2 separate regions of the Sus scrofa genome follow, and region 1 is linked to region 2. A link is a contact called in public HiChIP or PLAC-seq data. All regions are on one chromosome and are shown on one strand. The core of a region is the stretch at or near the end of the contact, and the rest is flanking DNA. Distances in the headings are between cores, read along the strand shown.

Region 1 (6,115 bases), core at 2,330-4,829, 170 kb before region 2:
CCACGATGGAAGCAGGTAGTTCAATTCCACCCAATGAGTAGCTGTTGAGCAACTGGTCCTAGTGGGGTTCCCTCGGGAGTCGGGGATAGAGATCTGGGCATGGGGAGCTTGTTGGGAATTCCTCTAGGGACTGACACCTGTGTGGGGTGAAGGATGCAGGATTAGGGGAGGGAGAAGACTGAACATTTGACAGGAGGCAGCGGATGCATCAGCTTTAGCGGCTGGTTGCCTGTGCTGTTGGGCCCTCCATCCTGCCACTATGGCGCATTAGCCCATGAGAATTTCGTGTCAGCTCCAGGGTGGCTGGCCGCAAAGGCTGATGGCCAAAGTCATTCTGTCGGCTTAGATGCCCCATGCCTCTCGAGTATCAGATGCCCTCTGGTGGGTGTCAGCGGGGGATACAGCCATCTTTGTTCTTTGTGTCCATTAAGATCATATACATCTTCTTCCCCAGACGTCTCTGCCCCGTTTTCTAATATTTCTTCCTTCAGGGCTCTGACCCAGCAGCCAAGCTATTTGCTACCATCCATAGGTCCATATACATCCTGATCTGTAGCCAATTCTCTTTCCGCATAAAATGGTAGACCAGTTGACCAGGCCCACAACTCTAAGCTCTGTTCCTTAAGATGTTCACTCGCTGGTGTTCCTGTTGTGTCCTAGTGGGTAAAGAACATGGCACAGCGTCCGTGAGGATGTGGGTTCCGTAAGCAGCACAAGCAAGTGGCCCAAACTCCTGCCCTCCACCTCTGTCACACTGGCACATGTCCCTAAGCTCTCATCACCTCTGGCCACACCCACGGGGGTCTGTTATGATCAGATGGAGAAGGGAAAACAGCCAGCTTGGTTCACAGATGGGATTGTTTGGTGTAATATTCATTTCTCATCTCCTTTGTGGTAAATTATGGCAAATTTAGTGGCGTGAAACAACACGAATGTAGTCTCTTACTGTTCTGGAGTTCAGAAGACTGAAATAGATCTCACTGGGCTAAAATCAGCAAAAGATCAGAAAAAGAAATTAAGGAAACCATCCCATTTACCATCGCATCAAAAAGAACTGGAGTTCCCAAGTTAAGAACCTGATAGAGTGTCTGAGGATGCAGGTTTGATCCCTGGCCTCACTCGGTGGGTTAAGTATCTGGCCTTGCTACAAACTTTGGTGTAGGTTACAGATGCAGCTCTGATTTGGCTTGTACCCTGGGAACTTCCATGTGCAGCAGGGGTGGCTCTAAATAGGAAAAAAAAAGAAAAAGATGTCAACTTACTGCTGTCTTTCAAAGCCAGCCCTGAAGGGGGCTGGGCCCAGCCACATTCCACTTTGGCTCGTACCCACACACCGGGAGTGGTTAAACAGAATAATGGTCCCCGAAGATGGCCCTATCCTGGTCCCTGAGACCTGTGCATATAGCAACTCGCACGGCAAGAGGGAATGAAAGTTGCAGATGGAAGGTGGCCAATCAGTTGATCTTGAGTTGGGAGATTAGCCTGGATTATCTGTGTGGGCCCAGTGCAATCACAAAGGTTCTTATGGGTGAAAGCGGGAGGCAGGAGAGTCAGAAAAGGAGATGTGATGTTGGAAACAAGATCTGGAGGGATGGCAGTGTGTGAAGGGCTCAACCCTTCAGCCTTGTGGCTGGCTTTGAAAGTGGAGGAAGGGGCCATAAGCCAAAGAACGTGGGTGGCCCCCAAAACTGGAAAGGCCAGGAAACAAACTCTAGCAGCTCCAGGAATGCAAGCCTGTTCCTGTCAACACCTCGATTTATCTCTGGGCTTTCTATCCTGTTTCACTGATGTATATTTCTGTTTTTGTGCCAGTACCATACTGTTTTGATTACTGTAGCTTTGCAGTATAGTGTTAAGTCAAGGGGCCTGATTCCTCCAGTTCTGATTTTCTCTTTGAAGATTACTTTTGCTGTTTAGGGTCTTTTGTTTTTCCATACAAATTTACAGGTTTTTTTCCTAGTTCTGTGAAAACTGCCATGGGTAATTTGATAGGGATGGCATTGAATCTGGAGATGGCCTTGGGTAGTTTGGTCATTTGACAAAACATTAGTTCTTCCAATCCAAGAGCATAGTATATCTTTCTATCTCTTTGTGTCATTTTTTATTTCTTTCATTAGCATCTTAGTTTTCAGAATAAAGATCCTTTGTCTCTTTAGGTAGGTTTATTCCTAGTATTTTATTCTTTTTATTTTTACATTTAAAAAAATTTTATGGAAGCACCTGAGGCTTTTGGAAGTTCCTAGGCCAGAGGCTGAATCCAAGCCACAGCTGCCACCTATGTCACAGCTGCAGCAACACCAGATCCTGTAACCCACTGGCAGTGGGAACTCTGGTACTTTACTCTTTTTGATGTGGTGGTAAGGGTTTCCTTAATGTTTCTTTCTGATCTTTTGCTGATTTTAGCTGGTTAGATCTATTTCAGTCTTTTGAACTCCAGAACAGTAAGATACTAAATTTGTGTTGTTTCACGCCACTAAATTTGTCATAATTTACTACAGTGGATATCAGAAATGAACATCACACCAAATAATCCCATCTGTGAACCAAGCTGGCTGTTTTCCCTTCTCCATCTGATCATAAAAGACCACACCTCTGGGTGTGGCCAGAGGTGATGAGAGCTTAAGGACATGTGCCAGTGTGACAGAGGTGGAGGGCAAGAGCTTGGGCCACTTTCTTTTGCCTTTGGCATTGCTGGATCTCAGTCCCAGATGTGCCACTTCCATCTGATGACCAATGGCTGTCGTACCCATGGAAGGTCTGATAGACTCCAGCTCCGGATGGGCAGTACTGGCTTGACATCAGGTTCCACATCATGTTTGACGCCACTTGGCCCATCCCTGACTTCCAATTGTATATTAAGCCCTTGAAGAGCTGGAACGACGCATTCTAACCCCAAGAAGCCTTGGTAAATGATCACCAAGACCTGGGAACTGGGCTTCCGGAGTCTGAAACCTGCAAGCTGGTGACAGTCTGCTCCAGCTCCTAGTGGATCTGTGCAGGCACTGATCAACCCACTCAAACCGCAGGATCCAAGGTCTTCAGCCTTCTTGTGGGGGGTGGGGAGCCTCTGCAGGACTCCCCTCCCTTCCCATGCTCCCCAGGGTGCACCTGTCTCGCCAAACCCTTCCCTTCGAGACCCCCTCAGCCTGCATCTCCCCCTCGGAGTGCACCGGTCCCCCAAGCCCCCTCCTATTGGGACCCCCCTCCTTGCATCTGTCCCTCGGGGTGCACCTGTCTCCCAAAGCCCCTCCTGTCGAGGCCCCCCTCAACCTGCATCTCCTCTCGGGGTGCACCTGTCTCCCAAAGCCCCTCCTGTCGAGGCCCCCTCTGCCCACATCTATCACTCGGGGTGCACCTGTCTCCCAAAGCCCCTCCTGTCGAGGCCCCCCTCACCCTGCGTCTCCCCTCGGGGTGCACATGTCCCCCAAGCCCCCTCCCACCAAGACCCCCTCAGGTCGTCTCCGCCCCTGCGGGAGAGCCGGTCCTAGCGCCCCCTCTCGGCTTCTCCTCCAGGATCCATCGCCCTTCCGACGTCCCGCCCCCTCACAGAGAACTTCCGCCCGCGCCCCCTCCCTGCAGGCGGGACTTCCGCCCGCGCCCCCTCCCCTCGTCGCGCCGTCGCGTCCTCGTCGGCCGTGGCCAGCCCTGCGCGTGCCCTCGCGCTCTCTCGCTCGGCCTCGGGCTGCAGCGGCGCGGCGGCGGCGGCGTCCGGCTCCCGCGGGGCGCGCTCCTCCCCCGCGGCCGCCTCTCCGGCCCCTGCTCCTCCTCCTCCTCGTCGGCGGCCGCTCGGCCCGAGCTGCGCGCGGCAAGATGGCGGCGCCCAGGCCGCCGCCCGCCAGGCTGTCCGGCGTCATGGTGCCCGCGCCCATCCAGGACCTGGAGGCTCTCCGCGCGCTGACGGCGCTCTTCAAAGAGCAGCGGAATCGGTAACGGCCCGGCGGCGCGAGCGTCGGGGGCGGCCTGGCCGGGCTGCGGGGCGGGGCGGGGCGGGGCGGGGCGGGGCGCCCCCTCCCCCCGGACGGCTGCGGGGCGGAGGCCGCCGCGCTCCCTCGAGGGGCGCCGGGCTCCGATGCCGGGCGGTCCCCCCGCGCGGGTCCCCGCGGTGCCCTGGGGGCCGCCATCTGCTCCCCACTCGGCAGTCCAGGTGTGAAGCCGGGCGCGGGAAGGGGCACCCGCAGCACGCGTGAGCCCCGGTCACGTCGTGTCTCCTCTGTTGTCGAGCCGCGTGGAGGGCGCCCCTTTACGTGCAAGGTGCTGTCCTCGGCCCCCGCTGGGAGCAGCCTGACAGCCCCCCCCGCCCCCGCCCCCGCGGGGGCAGCGTGCGTGCTGCTGGGCGAGAGGCGCGTTACAGAGGTGCCCGGTGGGAGGCGGCCTGAGTCCCACTCCCTTCTGCCTGTCAGTCGAGGCTTTGCATCCCCGGTGGAGCTACGTCAATCCTGGCTGTGCCCCTGAAGGGCCAGATCGCCATTGTAAAAGGTGCCCAGGAGTCTGGCAGACCTGGATTTGGTTCCTGGCCCTGCAGGCTCTGCGTTATCGGGCAGTGTCTCCAGGCCTTAGATTTCTTGCCTAACGATGCGACTATAATACATGATTTCATTGCCGAATTGTACGGAGGAATAAATGAAATAAAGCATGTGAACATATAAAGGACGTGGTGCCCTCCGTCAATGCCTGTTTGCTTTCATTCTGGTCTTCTCCGGGCCTCCCTTTCCTTGTCTGTTTCCCAGGAGCAATGTTGGACAGTACCTTCCTGGTGACATTGTTTGGAAGGATTAAATGAGGTAATGCATAGTAAATCCTTGGCACCTGCGTGACACACAGTACTAAGTAAATGTTAGCTGATGTTACTATTTCATACATTTGCGGCTGGTCCCCCGTGTGCTAGGTGATGAAGTTGGAACCTGCTAAGTCCTTCTCAGGAAAGTCCTGTTCTGGGGAGCCAGCAGGTACTCATGCAGTGTCGTGGGAGCATGTACCAAGAGTAGAGGGAACACAAAAGTCCAGGTTGTCCTCTGGGTCTGAGCGCTTGAAATTACAGTAGCATTTGTAATTGAGGCGTTGAGCTGTTGCGAGTGCTAAGAGCCCAGGGCACGGCTCCTTGGGCTTTTGGGGAGATGGGTTAGTGGGTATGATACTCCCGGGAGACAGCTGGGTGAGGGCATGCGTCAGCATATCTAGACCATGATGGACCCTCCTTTTAATCAGTAACCTGTCATCAACCTGTGTTGAGCACCTGCTCTGAAACAGGTTCTTTGCCAGGCACTCAACGTGCAGAGATGACTGTGGCATCCCTTTTTTCAAGCGTGTTAGGGTCACTGCTGTGCACAGAAATTGTAGGGGGGGTCTAGACAAGGGGAGCTGGTGGCACAGAGGGAACTGTCCATTGGATGGCTGTCCAGGAAAGGCTTTGGATTACTTTTGACGCGCGGTTCACAAGATGAGAGGGCTTAATGGAAAGAGCAGTGTGTGCAAAGGGACCCCATGCAGGTTTTTCACAGCCTCTGAGGGGCTTAAATGGAACAAATAGGTAAAGTGTCTGCTGCGGGGAGACAGTCAAACAAACAGGTCCTTTTTATAACCCGGAGGATGAGTCCAAGATCCTGAGCCAGTCTGCAAGGCCTCTTGTTTCGGCCTTGCCCCTGGCATGTGGAAGTTGCTGGGCCAGGGATCGAACCTGTGCCACAGTCTTGACTCTGCCGGCTCTTCCACAAGGAAACTCCTGCAGGGCCTTTCTTGACTCTGTCTTTTCTGAGGGGAGTTTATGGGGAACCTGAGGGCTCTTTCAAGGGCAGGGCATGGTGAGATCTCTGGCTGCCCTTGTGGGGGATAAGTTAGGGGGAGGCTGGAGGGAGGGCACTTTCAAAAAGTTGAGGCACAAGCCCAAGGGAACGAGAAAGTGCCTGAATTTAGGATGTCATCTGCGGGGAGGGGCAGGATAAATATTGGAAAGTACTTTCCAGGTTGAATGGACAGGACTCGGGGGCCATTTGACTTGTTGGGGAGGATGAGGAGGTGAAGGTGTTTTTCCTGGGAGCACAAACTCCCTCACGAGGTTTGTAGGACAGGCCCCTGGTGCTGGTTCTGCCTCTGCTTTTTTGTGTGTCTTTGGATACAT
Region 2 (6,755 bases), core at 905-3,404:
CTCGGATCTGGTGTTGCTGTGGCTGTGGTGTAGGCCGCAGCTACAGCTCTGATTTGACCCCTAGCCTGGGAACATCCATGTGCCACAGATGCGGCCATAAAAAGAAAAAAAAAAAAGAGAGAGAGAGAAGGTGTGTCTACCACAGTGCAACAGCATCAGCAGCACCTCGGGAGCACTGGGATGCTGGTTCGATGTCCGGCCCTGCACAGTGGGTTAAGGACCCAGCGTTGCTACGGCTGCAGCTTAAGTCGTGACTGCGGCTGGGATCTGATCCCTGGCCTGGGAACCCCATCTGCTGCAGGTGGCCAAAAAAGAAAAAAAAGAGAAGCCAGGGAGCGGGAGATGGTGACAGAGGGGTGGGGAGGCGGAGAATATGAAGCCAGAGCGCTCCCTTCAGCAGGGGGCCCGTGGCCGGGAACTTTGGAAGTCCTCATTTGAAGTAAATATGCGGGCACCTTGGCCGGCAGGACCTGGCAGGCCTGACTCAAGCCGTGAGCGGTTCGCCCTCCCTGGAGCCAGGAGGAGGCAGGTGCTGCCCTGGGGCTTGGAAAGGAGCACGGCGGCACCTCTCGCCCTGGAGGAAAGCCCTGCTCGGGGGCCCGAAGCCCTAGTCTCCTGGTCTGTGTGGGTGAGGATGGTGCAGCCACTTGGCACCAGGTTCTCCTGAGAAAGGGGCCCTGTCAGGGTCTGCGCAGAAAAGGGACCGATGAAAAGCACTGGCAGCTGTGGTCACGGAGCTGGTCAGTCCCCAAATCTGCAGGCTGCAAGTCCGGGGGTGTACGTTCCAGCCTGAAGGCCTGTGAACTTGATCCCCAGCGAAAGCCAGCTTCACTGCAAGTCCAAAGACAAGAGAAAACCCAGTCCCAGCTCAAGGCGGTCGGGAGGAGGAAAAGCCCTCCGTCTCAGGGGAGGGTCAGCTTCTCTGTTCTCGGGGCTTCCAAGCAATACGATGGGGCCCACCTGCCCTCAGGCTTCCGCTTGCTGGAGAGGCCTGTCTGCCTCGCTTACGCAGACCGGGTCCAGTGTGAGTCATCCAGACACACCCAGAACCGTGTTGGACCCCTTGTCTGGGCATGCCCTGGCCTGGTCAGGTTGACACAGGATGAACCATCACGCCTTGCCAGGGTCCTAGGGGTGGGGGGGCTTGTGTGTGTCCTGTTGCAGTGGAGGCTGCTGCAGCTGGGGCGGGAAGGGACCCTCCGCTGGCCCTGGCCATGTTAACTGCCTGGTTGCCCCTCTGCATTCCCGCTGGGCTGGCAGGGGCTGGGCCTGATGGGTATTTAGCACTGAGGCCTGGATTGTCCCCCCTCCCGTATCCGTGTGTTGAAGCCCTAACCCGAGGACCTCAGAATGTGGCTGAATCGGGGGAGAAGCCCCTTAAAGAGGTGATTTTATTAAAAGGAAGCTGTTAGGGCGGACCCCGGTCCAGTCTAACTGGACACAGACCCCAGGGGCGTGCGTGCTCCGAGGGACCATCTCACAGACAGGAGCAGGATGGCGGCCGTCCGCAAGCCCAAGGAGAGGCCTCGGAGGAAACCCGCCCTGCTGACACCTTGGTCTTAGACTTCTGGCCTCCAGACAGAGAGGCTGGGTGTCTGGGACTTAAGTCACAGTCTGTCACCTTGTTCTGGCGGCCCCAGCAGACAGACACAAGTGCAAGTGCTCCGTGTGTGCTGAAGGTCAAAGCAATAAACCACGGTGGCCCTTGTCCTGGAGGAGCCCCCTGTGTCATGGGGGAGGCCGACTCGAAGCAGGAGCTGCAGCCCTGGGCCCCAAAAGCCACCGTGGGAACAGAAGAGGCTTCCTGAAGGCTTCTGGCGGCCACTCCCCGTGGCTGTGGGTTCGAAAGGCGTTTTGAGCAGGGAGCCCGTGTGCATCAGCCTGGAGCCCGGAAGGACAGCGCCTCTGGGAACTTGGGGCGACCTCGTGTGCCCCCCCAAGGAGTTGGGCCCTGGCCTGAGACGGTGCGAAGCCCCCCCTCCGCCCCCCAGCAGGAGACCCTCACTCTGGCGGCTGCAGAGGTGTTGGACCAAGCAAAACAAGAGGCAGCCTGGCAGAGCAGAAAGCCTCGCTCACCACCGGCAGCGTCCCCATCTGGGGACGGCCAGTTACCGGGCATCTCCGAGTGCCAGCGCCTACCTCTTTTCCATCAGGCCAGAATCCAGCGAGGATTAACCTGACGGTTTGCGGCAGGGGCTCGCTTTTAGAAGATGCTCGGTGATTGGGCGGGTCCTCCCCCGCAGGGGGCGTGGCGGGAGCGGCACAGGAGCCCCGCCCAGCCCTGCCCCGCTGCCTCCCCTGACCCCCGACCTGCGTGGATCCTTCTCCCTCTGTTCCCCTAAGTCTTGCCCATTGTCCCAAACCCCCATAACACGCCCCTTCTCCAGGGGCCCTGTCAAGGGCGTAGGTTCACCTTAACCTTCACCTCCCACGAACCCCTGGGTTTTGCGGCGACTGCCTAGAGTGTTTCATGCGCCAGGACCACTGACTCAGAAGTGGCGCTGCAGGGGGTGGGGTGGGGGCGTGGATCTGGCGCCTTTGCACAGCAGGCCGCCGGGAAATGGTCACCACAGCGCATCGTGACTTTCACGCAGCTGTGCTCTGTGACCCCGACACCTGGCCAGCCATCCCTCCTCCAGCAAACAGCAAGTGCCGGGCACTCTGCCGGGCGCTGCGTCTGGACAGTCAGTGGTCCCCGTGCTGCCCCCGGTGTGCCGAGGGAGGCAGACGTTGACCAGATCATGAAAGAAAGTGCGGTTACAGCTGTGCTGGGTGCCCCGAGGGACACTCGGGCCTGCAGCGAGCGTGCATAGCAGTCGCCGCCATACCCACCTATGTCATGCCACCTGCACCCCTGCAACGAGCTCCACAAGGCTCTGCAAGAGCTTGTTTTCCCCAAATGTCTCTTTCCTCTTCCTGCCTCTGCATCCACCGGTCCCTCCAGCCCTCCTTCTTTGGGGGCTGGTCCCTCCACTTGAGCAGGGATGCCATCCCGGGTCACGGTCGTGGGGTGGGGGGTCTCTCTCTTCCTCCTGTGTGCGTCCTTTCCAACAGGCTCAAGTTTCACCCATCTAAAAACAACAACAACAACAACAACAAAAACCCCACACAACTCCCCAGTTCCAGACACCCTTTCATTCATTATTTAGCTCCGTTGTCTTCTGACTCTTGGTTCATATTTTTTTAAAAGAACTTTGAAAAAAATCTACACCAACATTTCAAGCTGATATTGTTCTACAGCTCAAGTATTTAGAGTTACAAATAATATCATTTGCCACAGATGGTAGAGAGGCTTTAAAGAAAACGAATACATCACTCCTGTAAGTGATTTTAACAGAATTGACATGTAGAAAAATGTAGTTCCCGCCACATCCATTTTATAGACAGAATGTGCTTTCTTTTCATGTTTGGAAATAATGTGTTTACGTTTTCTTCTAGCAGCTGCATTTCCATTTCACTTTACTCACAGAATTTTCTCCTAATGTCATGTTCTTATGCTTGAAGTCATACAGAATATGTATCACATCACATACAGAATTAAGTTCTGGCCATATGAGAATGAAATTAAAATCCATTGGAAAAAGATACCTGGACAATATCTGAATATTTGGAAATGAAAATGCACACTGCCCAATAGCCTGTGGGTGAAAGAAAAATTATAAAACACATTTAAAATGTTTGAGTGATAAGAAGAAGAGAATACAGCCAGCCCTTGGTATCTGTGAGGGGTGGGTTCCAGAATTCACCTCAGATACCAAAATCCACAGATGCTCAAGTCCCATTGTCCCCACCCCCCATGGCCAAAGTTCCGCATCTGCGGATTCAGTCCGTCCGGGAGCATGTGGCACCATGGTGTCTGAGGGCAACCGGAGGGCTAAGTGTACCTGCAGAGTTCAGACCTACGTTGTTCAAGGTCAGCTCTACATGAACAATTCTGAAACGCAGCTAAAGTTGTGTTGAAGGAAATTGAGAGCTTTTAAATGTTTTGTTAGAAAAGAGGAGAGATTAAATCAATCTGAAGTTTCCACCATGAGAAGCTAGAAAAAGAAGAGCTAGTGAAACACAAAGGACCAAGGACGTAGAAGAAAGCAAACTACCAGGGAAAGCAGAGATCAGGAGTTCCCGTCGTGGTGCAGTGGAAACGAATCCGACTAGGAACCCTGAGCAACAGATGGTAGAGAGCTCGGGTTCGATCCCTGGCCTCCCTCAGGGGGTTAAGGATCCGGTGTGGCTGTGGCTGTGGTGTAGGCCGGCAACTACAGCTCCGATTGAACCCCAGCCTGGGACCCTTCATATGCTGCAGGTGCGACCCTAAAAAGCAGAAATCAATAAAATAAGACATGGGCAAACAGCAGAGAAAACTCAGTAAAACCAAAAGCTGGTTCTTTAAAAAAAAAAAAAAAAAAATCAAGTTGACAAATCTCCAGTGAGCCTGCTCGAGGAAAAAAAATCCCACAGATTAACAAGATCAAGAAAAAGGGGACATCACTACAAATCCTACAGGCATGAAAAGGAAAATGAGGGAAAGAGGAATGTGTGTGCAAAAAAACCCCAAGAAAATTGAAATGATTTCTGCTAAAGACATGAATTATCAAAATGGACAAAAAAAGAAATAGAAGATCCACAGAGCCCTATATCTGTTAAAGAAATTGAATTGGCGATTGAACTTTCCACCAAGAAAATCCCAGGCCGCTGTCTCCAGTCCGAACGCCCTCTGAAGCATGCCGCACCCGGGAGCCAGCGCGAAGTTTCTAGAACATGAATCAGCCACGTCATCCCCCCACTCCAAGGGTGGCTTACCCCCCAGCATGCCTTTCCAGGCAGTTTGGTCTGGGTGCTGCGTGCTTCTCCACAGCCTCATCTCTAAGCACCATCCCTCCCGACTCCCCGCACGTACGCGCACACGCATAGGCTCGGCACAAGCCTGATTTCTACCGCAGCAGCTCTCCGCTGGCAGTACCCTCCACCCCCGCCAGGGGGCATTTGGGAACTCGTGGGAGCGTGAGTTGTCACCGCGGCTATGGGAGGACGTGACTTGACATTCAGGGGGCAGGAGCCAGGGCGTCAAACATCCCTAAATGCCTGCCACAGACCCCACAGTGAAGAATCACCCTGTTGAGAAAGCCAGGAGAACCCCACCGAGTCTTGCCAGGATGAATTTCCTCCCGGTGTTACCTCGTCTTCACCTGCCTAATTGTGACTCAGCCTCCTGGGCTCTGCTTCCAAACACATGCCCAACAAACCTACTGCCTCGAACGTGCCTCCCTCCCCCTGCACCCCTTTATTAAATAGAAGTCAGGTTCGAGTCCAGGGGCAGAGACTTTTAGCGCGAATGCACCCCGCAAGGCACTAAGGGGAGGGGGGAGGAAATTCTAATATTTGCTCTGTAACCATGGTGTGTCTGCCCCACTCTTGCAGGAGAGGCTTTTTCCTGATCTCCGTTTTCTTTGCCTGTGTCCCTCTGGAGCCCGGGCCCACCCCTGGTCCCCTGGCATGGCCCCGCTCTCCTCCCCTCCCACAGGCCCCTCCAGCTCTGCTCTTTGCTGTTTCAGTTCATCTGTCTCCCAAGGTCTAGCTTTCGTCCAGCTGTCCCCCCTCCTCGCTCTCAGTCCGGGGAGCCCATCTACCTTTGGGCCACCTGTCCCCATGCCCCGGGGCAGGTGCTTGGGCTTATGGTTAAAGGGAGCAGGCAGGCAGGACAATCTCCATCCCTTTGTACTCGGGGCTGGACGCGCCGCGGAGCTGGCCCCGTGGCTACTTGTCTATCACTTTTTCAACGTTTTGCCTCGTGATCACAGGCTGCGGTCTGGCCGAAATCTGGAGAGAGAGCCCCCCGCCCCGTGCAGTTGTCATTGATTCTTTACTTCTGTATGTGCACAGCGAAGTCTAAAGAACTGTCATTCAAGGCAAGAGGATTAGCCTCGCCCATGGGAAGGGAAAATTGGGAAGGGAAAAAAAAAAAAAAAAACCTTGTCTGAACTTGAAAATAAAAATGCTGATGTGGTTTTTATTCCAGAAACATATCTTACTGATTAAGAGCACGGAGAGCTCCCGGCTCGTGGGTGGGCCAGCGTAGTTGGCCTCCCCGCTCTCCAAGGCCCAGCCACCTGCCCGCCCGCAGCGTGTCGGAGGCAGCAGACGGTGTGGATTCGCCCAGCGCACACCTCGTGGGCACACGTGGGGCATTGGACAGACCCACTCAGATGGGGCGGGTGCCTTCGCTCTGCTGGTCCACCTTCACGTCGGGACGGAAAGGCGGCAGGTCACCGTGGAAGGAGCGTGGACTTGGGGTCAGTAGGGCTGCTTCTCAGTTGAGTGATGCTGGGCACGTGACGGACTCCGTGTGCCTCAGTTTCACCATCTGTGAAATGGAGATCGTGGCAGCCTCCTAGTTGAGGTTGATGAAGTCACTCAGATGCCTTCCTTGGTCCATAGAACAGATGCTCCCCGAGCAGCCACCATCCCAGCGCCAAGAGGGTGACACATGGCCGACCTGAGTCTCCCCCATACCCTCCGCCCTTGGCCACCGGAGGCCACTGCCCCTTCCAGGCAGCCTTCTCTTTCAGGATACTCTGCTGGGCATTTGAGCCATAGGAGCGGCCTTGGCTCCGGAGGGGTCAGGGGGCAGCCTCCACGTCCATGGCTGTGGAACGGGGCTGACACCTCTGCCCACTTGGACCACACAGGGCTGGTGGCCTGGCGTGACCACCGAGGCCCCTGCCAGCAAGGCCGTCCTCGCCAAGGGCTGGATTCCT

The links. HiChIP or PLAC-seq counts read pairs in DNA pulled down with a chosen protein or histone mark.
Region 1: a contact with region 2 is called in an H3K27ac HiChIP or PLAC-seq map of alveolar macrophages. The contact joins the promoter of ATXN10 here to the enhancer-like site in region 2. A contact is called at or near these places in 1 of 5 promoter capture datasets (liver), 17 of 47 Hi-C or Micro-C datasets (alveolar macrophages, brain, embryonic fibroblasts and 10 more) and 2 of 2 datasets of contacts at active chromatin or transcription factors (alveolar macrophages and skeletal muscle).

Annotation. Positions count from the first base shown.
Region 1 is chr5:3,795,668-3,801,782 of Sscrofa11.1, reverse strand. ATXN10 (ataxin-10) reads left to right here and starts at 3,579. Exons shown (of 12, transcript XM_013997462.2): 1 at 3,579-3,926. The coding sequence starts at 3,811.
Region 2 is chr5:3,619,475-3,626,229 of Sscrofa11.1, reverse strand. LOC106510257 (a long non-coding RNA gene) reads right to left here. Exons shown (of 2, transcript XR_001308621.2): 2 at 5,988-6,361. Among named protein-coding and RNA genes, the nearest start is that of WNT7B, 100 kb to the right of the region's middle. Within about 2 kb of position 2,154, at least 9 of the 83 cell types and tissues checked have an H3K27ac peak or open chromatin away from gene starts, as enhancers often do. A contact at or near this core is called in alveolar macrophages, where this site is marked.